Regions from separate parts of the Mus musculus genome. Here regions 1 and 3 are each linked to region 2. A link is a contact called in public HiChIP or PLAC-seq and promoter capture Hi-C data. All regions are on one chromosome and are shown on one strand. The core of a region is the stretch at or near the end of the contact, and the rest is flanking DNA. Distances in the headings are between cores, read along the strand shown. Region 1 holds the start of Ehd4 (EH-domain containing 4). Region 2 overlaps Sptbn5 (spectrin beta, non-erythrocytic 5). Region 3 holds the start of Mapkbp1 (mitogen-activated protein kinase binding protein 1).

Region 1 (4,260 bases), core at 611-3,110, 110 kb after region 2:
GAATCAAGAAAGGCTCCCTAATTATGCATAGGTACCGTGAGGCCCATGGCACGTACAGGAGGAAATGGTGGGACTGCTGTGTATCTGCCACCAGTACATTTTAAAATGCTATACTCTTATTGCTCTAAGCTTAAAAGTTCTCTCTTCACTCCTGTAATATTATCCTGATAATTCACAACTGCGACTACCAAGACCTTAATGTACCACCTGCTTGCCATTTATTTTGTTTTTGTTTCCTAGGTTTTGTTGCTGTTCTTATTGCTGTTGTTTTGAAGACGGTCTTTTGTTGTCTAGTCAGGGTTATCCTAGATTGCGTTATGTAGCCCAGGCTGGCCTGGAAGGCAAAATAACCATGATCCAGCTTCCCCAGTCCTTGGATTACAGGCAAGCACCATCTCAACTAGCCCTTTGCATCTGTCAGTTACTGTAATATTTCTAGGTTCATTTCTGAGTTAACATATTCAACACTGTTTTCAGCTAATTTAAAAGCATTACATGAAATAATTTCAACATTATTTTCCCCCTCTCTTCGTTCACATTTCAAACTACAGTGTATTGCCTTTGTTGAGTTCATTCACAGTGTATCTACAGGCCTGGATTTAACATATTTCTTGTAGTGACAACTTTTCTATTTTTTTGGAACTCTTTAGGTCACAGGAGGGGAAAAAAAGGAGGTCATACCTAAAAGAAATGGCATGTCCCCAAGACAGATGCAGTTTTCTGAACACCTGTTGAACATCAAATGATGATGAGTGTTCTAATTCCAAAACTCAGGATCCAGATCTTAAATGTTCAGTCACTTTGCTTCGTCTGATAAGGATTTGAACGTCGATTCTTCCCAAAGATAGGGAAATAGACGCCTCATTTAAAAAGCAGTCCGTTTCATTGTAAATTATTTCTCATCGAGTCACTCTAGAGGAAGCTGTGTGGTTGGAACTGCAGGGCAAGCCGGTTATTGCTTCCGGAGACAGAGTGACCGTGACAAATATTTTCAGTTTGTCAAGGGTGAAGAAATGGAAACTAGCAAACAGTAACCTGACACTCCCCTTCAGTCCACAGGCTGGTGAGGCAGCTACACTGTAGGCTAACTTCCTATAGACCATAAAGCTGGATGATAGCAGCCCCGCCGCTGTGGCGGAACGTGGCACCTAGGGCATGGCAATACTCCTACTGTGGCATTCACTCATTCATTCATTCGTTCGTTCGTTCATTCATTCTCACTGTGCTGGAAGGTTACCTCTCCACCTAGGAGCCGCATTCCTTCATTATCACTTTCAGCACTAGGTTGCACTAATGATGAGCCTTGCCTTCTCTCCCTTTCCTGCACTCCCAGGCCAGGGTGACAGGCTCAAGGAAGGCCTTGGCAACAGCAAGGAAGGGGCTCGCAGCGCGCTGGGGGCCGGTCTCAGGGGAGGGAGCCTTGGGAAACGGGACCCGGGAAGGCGACGGGCCACCAAGCTCGGAGTGTAACCTGAGGGCAGGCCGTGCGCTAGCGGAGGGGTAGCGAGCCGACGAGGCAAATTACCTGATGAACGTGGTCTTGCCCGTGCTGTACTGGCCCACCAGCAGGATCATGGGCTTGTTTTCGAAGTCGGCGTCCTCCAGCGCTGGCGAGTGAAACTCGTGGAAGCGGTACGCCTCCTCCAGCGGCAGCACCTTGCGCTGGTACAGAGAGCGCAGGCCGCCCGTCACCGTCTGCACCGCGTCCATGCCGCCCGAGCGCTCGCGCCCGCCAGCCTGCCGCCCCATCCAGCTGAACATGCTGCCGCCCCACAACTTGCCGCCGCCGCCGCCGCACTTCAGTAAGAACCCCAGAACCCGCGTCGCTCGCTCTCTGTGCCCGACAGTAGCTCTCGCCGCCGCCCGCTCCTGGGTCCGCCCCCTGCCGCAACGACCAATCATCAGCCGCTGCGTCACGGGCGCGCGCTCATTATTCAGCAGCGATCTCAGGTCCTTCCTCATTGGGCGTTTGCCAGCGACTGGGTGGAAGCTCTAGCCAATGGAAAGGCGATCCTTGAATTATTGATGACGGCATCGGTCTAGAGGGCTGATCCCGGAGAGGGTGTAGTCCAGGCGGGGTGACACAGGCGCGTCTACCCGGGTACATCCTTCTGGCCAGGTGGCGTTGGCTTCCGGGCAAGTCTGAGCTGGCAAGAATGAACCACCGGAGGCTGTCCTCCTGGAACTCGACTCATCCCAAGTCTCCGGACGTGGATACTGGGGACAGAAAACTCAGAAAGTTGACAGACAAGTTCCTTTTCCTGGGGCAGGTTATTGCCCTGTTTACTACTGTCGAAGATACTCAGGCTCACCGATATAATTGGCAAAAATTGGAGAGAAAATGGACTTCAATCTATTTGCGCAGACACTTCTGCCTCCATTCAACTCTGGATCAATTAAAGGCCTCTTTCTGCTAGACACTAGTAGAAATAATTGACCATCACCTGTGTATCCTAAGCGAGAAATAGTGTTAGCGCATTTTCAGTGTGGCCAATGAGGCCAGCTGCATAGGAATAACCCAAGAGGCTTGTTAAAATGCAGGTCTCTAGTTCTTGATACAGACCCACCAAATAAAATGTTGAGAGATGCAGCTCAACAAATGCCTGCAGATGATTCTTGTCTGCATAAAGTTTGGAGAAAGATTGTGTGGGAATGACTTCTTGAACTTGGTGGAAATGCAGAGCTGATTCAGCAAGTAGTTGTAAAATTGCATTTTAAAGATCGTTCAGGTGTTGCCAGTGCAGCAAGGGTGGTTTTGTTGTTGGTGGTGGTGGTGGTGGGGTTTGGTTTGGTTTGGGTTTTTTATTTATTTGTTTATTTTTATTTTATTTTATTTTATTTTACTTTTATTTTGATTTTTCAAGACAGGGTTTCTCTGTGTAGCCATGGCTGTCCTGGAACTCATCTGTAGACCAGGCTGGCCTCGAACTCAGAAATCGGCCTGCCTGTGCCTGTGCCTCTGCCTCTGCCTCTCTGCCTCTCTGCCTCTCTGCCTCTCTGTCTCTCTCTGCCTCTCTGTCTTTCTCTGCCTCTCTGTCTCTCTCTGCCTCTCTGTCTCTCTCTGCCTCTCTCTCTCTGCCTCTCTCTCTCTCTCTGCCTCTCTGTCTCTCTCTGCCTCTCTCTCTCTCTGCCTCTCTCTCTCTGCCTCTCTCTCTGCCCCTCTCTCTCTCTCTCTGCCCCTCTCTCTCTGCCCCTCTCTCTCTGTCTCTCTCTCTCTCTGCCTCTCTGCTTCTCTGCCTCTCTGCCTCTCTGCCTCTCTGCCTCTCTGCCTCTCTGCCTCTGCCTCTCTGCCTCTGCCTCCCAAGTGCTGGGATTAAAGGCATGCACCGCCACTGCAGGGCATCAAGGGTGTTTATGACAGCTTTGTTCGTCACTAAAACTTGGAAACAACCAAGATGGCCTTTAGTAGGAGAATCACTAAACTATGTATATCCAGACCAAAAGCTGCTGTCTCTAGGAGGTGAACTTATTAGTGAAGTTTCTAGCTACAAGAACCAGATATATCTACATGCTAGAAACAACAATTGGACATTCAAGTAGAAAATCTGCATGCCTTGGAATAGCACCCAAACAAAGAGATGTTTAGTGCTAAATCTAAATAAAATGTACCAGATCTATATGCTGAGAATCAAAATATATTTCTAAGAGAAATGGAGACCTGAACATACTGCCCATACCTACCCTGTTCGTGGACCAGAAGACTCAACATTAAGATACAAAATTTTCCCCAATTCGTTTAATGCAATCCTCAGCAGGTTTTTGTTTTAGTCAGACTTAACAAAATGATTCTCAATTTCACATGATGGATGTGAAGTTCCCAGAATAAATACAACAATGTAAAATATAACAAAAATGGAATTCTTATATTACCTAATTTCAAGACTAATAAAGCTTTGAAAATCAAGACCCGGTGGTATTAATGCAAAAATTATCTAATGAACATAAACTAATGATATTTCAGCCACAGGCAACAAGTTTTTGTAAGTTTATCTTGACTTATGACATGTTTTAGTTTGTATGAGTACACTCCATGGTGTTTACACAATGCCTAACAATGCATTTCTCAGAACACATCATCATTACCTGTGATGAACGAATATATCGATGGAACAGAGTCCGAAAAGAGGCCTACACATACATAGTCAACTGATTTTTAACACAATAGATAATTTAGTGGATAATTCAAAATGTGTTTGTTTTTCATTTTGGAGCAGAGTCTTATACAACCAAGCTGGCCTCAAACTCACTAGACACCTGCAA
Region 2 (4,084 bases), core at 654-3,153:
AAAAGATAACTAAGGGGGGCTGGAGAGATGGCTCAGTGGTTAAGAGCACTGGCTGCTATTCCAGAGATCCTGAGTACAATTCCCAACAACCACATGGTGGCTCACAACCATCTGTAATGGGATCTGATGCCACCTTCTGGTGTGCCTGAAGATAGCAACAATGTACTCACATGCATAAAATAAATCAATCTTAAAAGGCTAAATCTCAGGCTGGTGGGATGGCTCAGCGGTTAAGAGTGCCAACTGCTCTTCCAAAGGTCCTGAGTTCAAATCACAGCAACCACATGGTGGCTCACAACCATCTGTAATGAAATCTGATGCCCTCTTCTAGAGTGTCTGAAGACGGCTACAGTGTACTTACATATAATACATAAATAAATAAATAAATAAATATTTTTTTAAAAAGTTAAATCTCAGTGGTAAAGTACATGCCCTCAGGTCAGTCCCAGGACCACCAGAAACTGGTGCGTCTAGTACAAGTCCTGTTCCTCCTCCTGTGCATCAGAATCAAGCTGGAGCACCGGAGGCTTGCAGAGGGACCACAGCTGTGGCTGTCACCATGGCCATCACCTGTTACAGCATGAGGGCCTTCAGGCACATAGCTGAGTGCCAGCCTAGATGTATATGACAGATGTATTTGACTGGACCTGGGGACTGGTGTTGGGTGTATGTGGGGGGGGGGGGAGGTATTCACATCCTCATCTAGATGCCCCAAGTACCCTACCCCAATTCTTAGAGATGCCCCAAGTACCCTACCCCAATTCTTAGAGATGCCCCAAGTACCCTACCCCAGTTCTTAGAGGGCCCAAAGCCCCTTGGCTTGGAGATAGGAAAGGCATAGCTGAGGTGGCTGAGCATGAAGCCAGGATCCACGTGAGGCTGAGCATGCCAAAGGAGAGCCTGCGTTCAGTCTGCCTAATCCCTTAGCCTTTATACTTCTTGCCATTGGCCTGCACATGCTGACACCTTGACCCTGTATCCCCCTGGAATCAGGAACAGAGACAAGACAGGATGGAGTCAGGATGGAGCTAAAGAGCAGAGGCACTGTCTCAGATGTCTCAGAGAGCAAGGAAAAGAAGTTTGAGAGTGAGGACTTGGGGAGCATCCAGGGGTGTGTGGTCACCCAGAGAGACTCTTGACTGGGGGATGGCCAGAGCAGTAATGGCATGTGGAGCTTCTGAGGGGTAGGTGTAGAAGGTGGGGAGATGGGGGGGGGGGAAGTGAGCCCCTGTGATAGCATGTTCCTGGAGTCTATGGGGGAAGAGAGCCTTGTCACCTTAGAGTGCTGGTGTGATGGCTTCCAGCTTTCTGAGGTGTGGGAGCCAGGGTCTCCCATGTGGGGGTCTCACAAGCCCACTCAACAGAGCGGGCCTTGAGTCCTGGCATCTTGGGATAAAGAGAAAAACCCATTCCACCAGTATCCCACTTGGATACAGTGTCCTTGCTCTCAGCTGGGAGCCTGACCTTGGGTTCTAGGCTGTAGAACCAGAGGGTAAGGTTCATGTTGCCCAAGACGGCTCCTTCCTAGAAGCTGTGTCCCTGGCTCAGGGACTAAGATGCATGCTGAGTCAGCCCTTGTCTGCCTTTCTACTCTGGTGCTACAGTGTGGGTGAGCGCTCAACACTTCCAAGCAGACTCCTTGAGAGCTCACTGCAGGGAGGTGGAAAAATCCAGGGTTCCTTTGGGATTCTGGAAAAAAGGTGGGAACAAGGGGAGGTGATGACAGTGAGGGAGGGAGCTAGGACCAAGGAACAGGGAGGAACCCCCCCACACACACCACTCCACAGAGAACCCAGCAGACTCGTGAGGCAGGCACAAATGGCAAAGGGTGTGTTCTGCACATTCTTTCTGCACATAGACCTGGGCGTGGCCACAGTCCAGACCAATCAAGACAGCATTTGGAGTTAACACAGCCTTTGAGTCCCAAAAGAAACAGAGCCCACACAGTCCCTGGCTAGAAGGGGTGGGGTGGAGGTAGGGAGTTGGTACAGACTCCAAAGGGGACAGGACAGGAAAATCTTTACCTCTGCTACTGATTATCTGTGTCTGGCGAGTTTTTAAGCCACTCAGAGTAGTAAGTTCATTGAGAAAAGCCGCAAGGCTCACTTTCTAGAGAGATGGGCTGTAAAAGCTCATAGCTCTGTAAGGTACAATAACACTGGGAACCTGGGCCCCAGCAGCCCCTCCTTCCTTCCCCTCCAGCCCACCTGCCATGCTACCCAAGGCTGGCTGCCAGCTTGCAGCCTGCTTTTCAGACAACACTGCAAACAGAACTCAGAGATGCTCAGCCTGCCTTCTAAGCTGACCTGTCATGCTGGACCTCTGCCTATAGCCCCAGCCAAGCTTGCTGTCGGGCCAGGCCTATAACCCTCACCTTGGGAAGAAAGTCTGCCTTCTGTCCTCCAGCCTCTCACATTCAGTCTCCTCAGGTACAAGGGGGGACACGTAAGCCAGTTCCTGGGGAGCAATGAGGTACAGGGATCACAGGGGCCCTTGGCTTTTCCCTATGGGAGCTATCTTCTATCCCCCTGAGATGCTTCTAATTGCCTGAGAGCTCTTACCCCAGTGCCACTTGGCACTTCTGCCTTCCTCATATCTGAGAATGGGCTCGAGGCTCCCCTTGCCAAGATCCCATGGCTGCTGGTTGGGAAGCTGGTTCTGGGCTGTGGGGAAGACAGGGAAAAGGGCCCCCAGGCCAGGCCTCAGACTCTTTCAGGAAAAGTACTGCTCACAGTTTTCACCGGGAAGAGGAAACAAGGGTGGGCTCAGACAGGACAACCGAGAGGTTGGAAGTTCTTGACCTGGCAACCAAAGCAGGTAGGGGTAAGCCCCTTCTCTTCCCCTTTCCTCTTCTGTGGGTAGAAACTATTGCCTTCTCTGAGACCACCCAGGAAGTTACACAGGAGTCTACCAGAAGCCACAGTGGCAGGCCTGGATGGTTGCTGAATATGGTTGCCTGCAGTTAGAGCTAGCACGCACCTGCCTCCCTTCTGTGGGGGGCTGCTGTTCCACAGATGCCTCCGTGACATGACCACCCTTTGCCTCCTGAAAATACAAGATGGGGGCCCAGATGTCAGAAGGGAGACACCCACTCCTCCTTCCTAGTGCCCCCCCAGCACTCCTGGCCCCTGGGCCTGCTCCAGAGTGTGGACCCTGGATACCTGTGCCCCTGTGACCTGGCTACATGCTCCAGGGAGATAATGGTAGTCCAACGAGGCTACCACGCTACAGTTCCTTCCTCTTAGCCAGATGTGCAGCTCACCCCTAGTGTTCAAACACGAGTCCTCCCGTCTTCTCTCCCACTCAGAGTGCTGGTCCCTTCTATGATCATGCTTCAGCTCTAAAGTAAATCATCCCTCCTCGTGCACCCACGGAACCCTGCATGGCAGGGTTGGTGGCTTTCCTAAAGGAGAAGCCTTGAGGAAGACTCCACAAGGCCTTGCTGCCCTAAGGAGCCCTAACTTGTAGATTGACCAACTGTCCCCCCCTATACCCCTCGTGCCTCTTCTCAGTATCCCCAGCCTCCCCTCCTCCAGCCCTTGAACCTCTGTCATCGTCTGAAGCTGAATGAATGTCTCCTCGTGGGCCACCAGCAGCTTTTCTAAGCCCTCGTGTCTGTAGAGCAGGCGTTCCACTTCCAACACCGAGTGCTGAGAGAAATGTGTTCTGTTCTGGGGTGCTGGCTCTCCTTTCCCCCCCCCCAGGCTTAGCCCCAAGGGTCAGGGAACCGAGAATATCAGGGTCTGCCTCCCCTTACCCCACAGCTGGGGTCCAGCAGCAGGCGCTCCCAGGAGGCCAGCCAAGCCTCAGCCAGCTCCAGCCTCTGCCGCAGCTGTTGCAGGCTCCGGGTCTGTTCCCAGCGTTGTCCACGCAGGGCCCAGGCTACCTGAAGCTCCTGCAGATGTCTTTCCAGCTCCTGCATACACTCTGCCACCTGTGGGAAGGGTGCCATGAAAGCCTGGGCAGAGCTCCCACCCACCAGGGCAGGCAGGAGAGCCGAGCCAACAAGGATCTCAGGCTGCCTCAACCTCCCTAGGGCTGCTAGCCCCTCTAGGAGTGGGGCTCCTCCCGTCCTCTGCTCAAA
Region 3 (4,242 bases), core at 48-2,547, 72 kb before region 2:
AAATCCCTGGGAACTGTTGTGATATGCCATAAGGGTGCTGGTAAATTAAACCTGAGTCTTATGAAAAGAAGCCAGCGCTCTTAATCACCAATCCATCTGTCCAGCGCTCCCCAACCCCCAAGGTAATTTCTTGAAGTAGTAGCTAGATGAAAAATTCTAGCCAACTTACAAATCTATGAAGCATGAGTATGTGGTATTTCCCCTATCTCCATGAGCTAGAACAAAACAAAACAAACAAAACCTGATAGCAGCAAACTTTGACATCGGTGTCAGCCCTAGGGGTGTTTGCAATTTTTGAAAAGACAGAAAAGATCTGGAGTAGCAAAAATACTGTTAATGCTGTTAACAGTATTTCTTGTTAAATGCTATAAGGACGTTGGCAGCTAAGGAAATGATGGATTATATCATGGGTGCCTTTTCAGTTCACAACCTACCCTAAGGCTCTATTTTGAGGCTTGAGTCTTCCATCACTGATAGATTAAGTTCAAAAGTGTGTAAATTGAGTTACTCTGCGTGAGTCATTGTGTTAGGCTGGCCGGAATCAGAAACGATTCCAACTGCGTTAAATCCCAGCACTTGGAATGGAAAGGAGTTCTTTTGGCAGCATCCCAAACCCCCCCCCTCCTTTTTTTTTTTTTTTTTTTTTTTTTTTATGAGTTAGGAATTAAATTTCAGCCGTAATCTCCTAGGCCCACCAAATATCAATCTTAGGCCTGGAGGCGTGGTTATCAAAGTTCTCTAAGAGGACCATGCCTGATAATACCGTAAAAGGCCAGGTTCTCTCAATTCTAAAGCAATATTACATTGACCTTCCTTTAGGAGCGGTACCCACAATTATACTGTGCAGAATCCGAGACCTCTGCGTTCTTGGTTCATTCCTTGGTTCCGCCCCCATAGGCATCAGTCGTCCAATCGGGAACCAATCTGCCACAGACCGCACCCCCTTTACTAGGCCCCGCCCTCCCAGCGCAGCTCGGCCCAGGCTCTAGTTCGCGTTTTGAGCCGCTGGTGCCACCATAGCTACTGCTGCGGCTGCGGCAGCAGAGCTGAAGCCGTCGATCGCGATGCCGGAGGGCGCTGTGAGCTGGGCCCCAGCGAACGGGGGCGCTGACGAGTAGTAGGGTTTCTGAAGTAGGCAGTGGGTGTGGGGGGCTAAAACGGAGCTCCCAAGACTCGGGTGCGGGAGGGAGCTTCTCGCATCGGCTCGGGCCAGCGTGAGCCCGGCGGCCAGCTCGGTGCTTCGGCCCCTTGCCCAGTGGCTTCGGAGGCCTCCTCCCTTGGACACCTCAGTTACCATGGGAACACTTGGGCTGTAACCGGCGCCCGACTGGTCACTAGTTCATCCGATTCTTCAGTTAAACGCCTCTGGCAGGTGTGGGCCTGACATTTCTTCACTCCAGGGGTCGTCCTCCCCTTGTAAAAAAAAATCTAGCAGGCTAGGGTGGGGATGGGGAGTGGGAAAGCGCAGGGCAATGCCCAGAGTAAGAGTTGGTGACAAGCAGAAGACACCTACTGTGATGATAAGGTTGCTTCTGCCATCTCAGGCCAGTGAAAGTGCATATCCGAAGGCTGTGTTGAACGAGAAGGCAGTACCGCTGTTGAGACAAGTCCAAAGGCTAGGCCAGGGACTGTCCTTAGGGGCTCCTCGTTATGATGGCTGGAGAAGGGTCAACCATTACTAGCCGTATCAAGAACTTGCTGAGGTCTCCATCCATCAAATTACGCAGAAGTAAAGCAGGAAACCGGAGAGAGGACCTCAGCTCCAAGGTGAGTCCTGTTGGGAGCCACCTCTTACCTACTCTGTCCTCTCCTGCACTTCGTTCCTTTTTTTTACCTTTCTCTTTCTTGAGGGGCAGGAAGGGGGTGGAAGAATGAAATTTCTCTGTTGGCTTTAAAAGATCATATACGCTTATCTTTGACGACCTGATTTGAAGTTGGAAGAACAGCAGGCGTGGGTGGGCATGCTGAGACGCAGCCATGGCTTGAAGAAGGGCATAGGAAGGCAAACTGGGTTTAACAGGGCCTCAGTTTAAACTAAGTGTGTGCTTGGGAAACAAGTTGACATTTTATGACTCAGTTTCTCTTCTTAGAAGAGTACAGTGAGATCACATATTCTGTAAAGGACCTAGCTGTGACTAATGTATTAGTGTAACAGTTGGGGTTATAATGCCAGACTGTACAACAGAAAGAATATACTAATACACTTCATCTAAGAGAGCAAAACAATTTTTTGACAAGCTTAGTGATGCATGCCTGTAATCCCAGCACTAGGGAGTCAGAGGCAAGTTCAGCCTGGTCTATATAACAATTTCCAGGGGGAGCCAGGGCTACATAGTGATACCCTGTCATGTTCAAAGATGTAGAAGATTGGGCTGGCAAGATTGGACTGGTAGAGACCTTTGCCAACAAGCCTGATCTGATTTTGATTCCTCGGACCCACATGGTGGAAGGAGTAAACCAACTCCTGGAAGTAGTTCTCTGATCTCCACATGTGCATGCACATATGCAGGGGAAGAAATAAATGTAAAATGGTTTATCTCTTTAAGATACTTAAGTTGCTGGGCTAGAGCGATGGCTCAGTGGTTAAGAGCATTGGCTGCTCTACCAGAGGTCCTGAGTTCAATTCCCAGCAACCACATGGTGGCTCACAACCATTTATAATGAGGTCTGATGCCCTCCCTCTTCTGGCATGCAGGTGTACATGCAGATAGAGCAATCATATCCATAATATAATATAAATAAAGATACTTAAGTTGCTTTAACTGGAACGTCTTGGTTTCTCGTGATAACATGAAGGAGCCACGTGTGTGTGCCAGAAAGGCAGCTCTCCTGGTCTGTCCTTGTGGCACTGCTCATTCTGAGCATTGTATGCCAGCATCCTTCTTCTGGGCAGACGTTCATCCATCTTCCATTCTTATACATGTCTGGGATTTGGTCCTTATACTTTTTTTTTTATTTGTTTGGTTTTGTTTCAAGGCAGGCTCTTGTTACACAGTCCTGGATGGGTTCGAACTATAAACTTGTGCCACAGCCTTCTGAGTGCTGGGATTGCTGGCATGCCCAGCTCATATTTTATTCAGTTTTGAGACTCATCACAATTTGGGGCATACAAAAGTAGAATACATTTATTTACAAGATTTCCCTTGAGGGAGTCTTGAGCATTGTTCCCACAGGATCAGATTAGGTTTTGTGTCTTCCTAGGAGCCCATAAACATAGTAACTCTGTGTGGCATAGGATTGCCAAGGGCACAGTCCTTAGAGACAGCAGCATATTGTTGCTCTACCTTAGCAGAGCAATAATTGGCTTTGGTGCCCCTTTCAAGGATTTTTTTTCCGAGACAGGGTTTCTCTGTGTAGCCCTGGCTGTCCTGCAACTCACTCTGTAGACCAGGCTGGCCTTGAACTCAGAAATCCACCTGCCTCTGCCTCCCGAGTGCTGGAATTAAAGTCGTGTGCCACCGCGCCTGGCAAGGATTCTTATTAATAATTGTTCCTATTCTCTAGAGACAGAAGAATGGGTACTCCAACTTAGAAACTCATAGATAAAACTTAAAAAAAAAACCTTTCACTTATCATTATCATTACATCATGATGTGTGGATGCATGCAGCCACACATGTGCCGTGGTGTTGTGGAAGTAAACATGGAAAGCATTTTTGCCTACCAAGCCATCTTGCTGTCCCTAACGATATAGCTCCAGCTGCCCTACAACACCTGACTGTGTCTCTCTCTCCTCAGCATATCCTGCTGTCGTGCCCCACCATAACAGGCACCTTTCTGACTCGTGGCAGTGCTATTAGACCAAGTTTCTCTTCTCTTTTGGCTCTTTTTCTGGCCAGGACTAGTAAACATAATAGGGTATATTATGGGAGTTCAGCTTGTGGTATGAGTACTTACCATGAGTGCTCTAGAATCTGGAAGATGCCAAGGCCATCCTTAAAGACTGGCACATCTGTCATCATTAATGTGTTCTACAAGTTGAGTGCCTATAGGGTGACCAACAGTGAAGAATACATTATCCTTGCCACCAAGGAGCTTGTAGCTAATTAGACATGTGAACAAGTAATGACGACCAGATTTGGTAAGTGCTGCCGTAGAAATATGCACTGAGTTACTAATGGGATTACGGGGGGAAAGAAATTAGGAAAGACTTCACAGAAGAAGGATATTTGAACTGAGTCCCGAGGTAAGAGAGGGTCACTCTAGGAAAACAGTAAAGGAAGACATCTCTGGCATCACCATT

Evidence for each region. Promoter capture Hi-C pulls out the DNA fragments that hold promoters and counts their contacts. HiChIP or PLAC-seq counts read pairs in DNA pulled down with a chosen protein or histone mark.
Region 1: a contact with region 2 is called in an H3K27ac HiChIP or PLAC-seq map of embryonic stem cells, with 5 times the contacts expected there. The contact joins the promoter of Ehd4 here to the enhancer-like site in region 2. A contact is called at or near these places in 3 of 39 promoter capture datasets (3T3-L1-derived adipocytes, erythroid cells and macrophages), 2 of 15 datasets of contacts at CTCF or cohesin (large pre-B cells and pro-B cells), 12 of 484 Hi-C or Micro-C datasets (the AML12 cell line, B cells, CD4 T cells and 8 more), 8 of 115 datasets of contacts at active chromatin or transcription factors (the 230-238 cell line, bone marrow-derived macrophages, embryonic stem cells and 3 more) and 4 of 9 other capture datasets (adipose tissue, liver, macrophages and 1 more).
Region 3: a contact with region 2 is called in a promoter capture Hi-C map of embryonic stem cells, with 12 read pairs. The contact joins the promoter of Mapkbp1 here to the enhancer-like site in region 2. A contact is called at or near these places in 9 of 39 promoter capture datasets (the 3T3-L1 cell line, 3T3-L1-derived adipocytes, HPC-7-derived erythroid cells and 5 more), 4 of 15 datasets of contacts at CTCF or cohesin (CD8 T cells, the NIH/3T3 cell line, large pre-B cells and 1 more), 10 of 484 Hi-C or Micro-C datasets (the 63-12 cell line, the C2C12 cell line, the G1E-ER4 cell line and 7 more), 7 of 115 datasets of contacts at active chromatin or transcription factors (bone marrow-derived macrophages, embryonic limb bud, embryonic stem cells and 2 more) and 4 of 9 other capture datasets (adipose tissue, embryonic stem cells, liver and 1 more).

The regions. Positions count from the first base shown.
Region 1 is chr2:120,152,715-120,156,974 of GRCm38.p6, forward strand. Ehd4 (EH-domain containing 4) reads right to left here and starts at 1,861. Exons shown (of 6, transcript NM_133838.4): 1 at 1,526-1,861. The coding sequence starts at 1,761.
Region 2 is chr2:120,042,623-120,046,706 of GRCm38.p6, forward strand. It overlaps Sptbn5 (spectrin beta, non-erythrocytic 5), which reads right to left. Exons shown (of 67, transcript NM_001370938.1): 62 at 3,758-3,934; 63 at 3,546-3,650; 64 at 2,980-3,045; 65 at 2,562-2,663; 66 at 2,375-2,457. It overlaps Pla2g4b (phospholipase A2, group IVB (cytosolic)), which reads left to right. Exons shown (of 20, transcript NM_145378.4): 20 at 1-411. It overlaps Gm28042 (predicted gene, 28042), which reads left to right. Exons shown (of 27, transcript NR_104353.1): 27 at 1-411. Among named protein-coding and RNA genes, the nearest start is that of Gm52559, 5.9 kb to the right of the region's middle. Within about 2 kb of position 1,904, at least 59 of the 459 cell types and tissues checked have an H3K27ac peak or open chromatin away from gene starts, as enhancers often do. A contact at or near this core is called in the SN4741 cell line, embryonic fibroblasts, embryonic limb bud and 3 more, where this site is marked.
Region 3 is chr2:119,971,402-119,975,643 of GRCm38.p6, forward strand. It overlaps Mapkbp1 (mitogen-activated protein kinase binding protein 1), which reads left to right and starts at 1,298. Exons shown (of 30, transcript NM_011941.3): 1 at 1,298-1,767. The coding sequence starts at 1,651.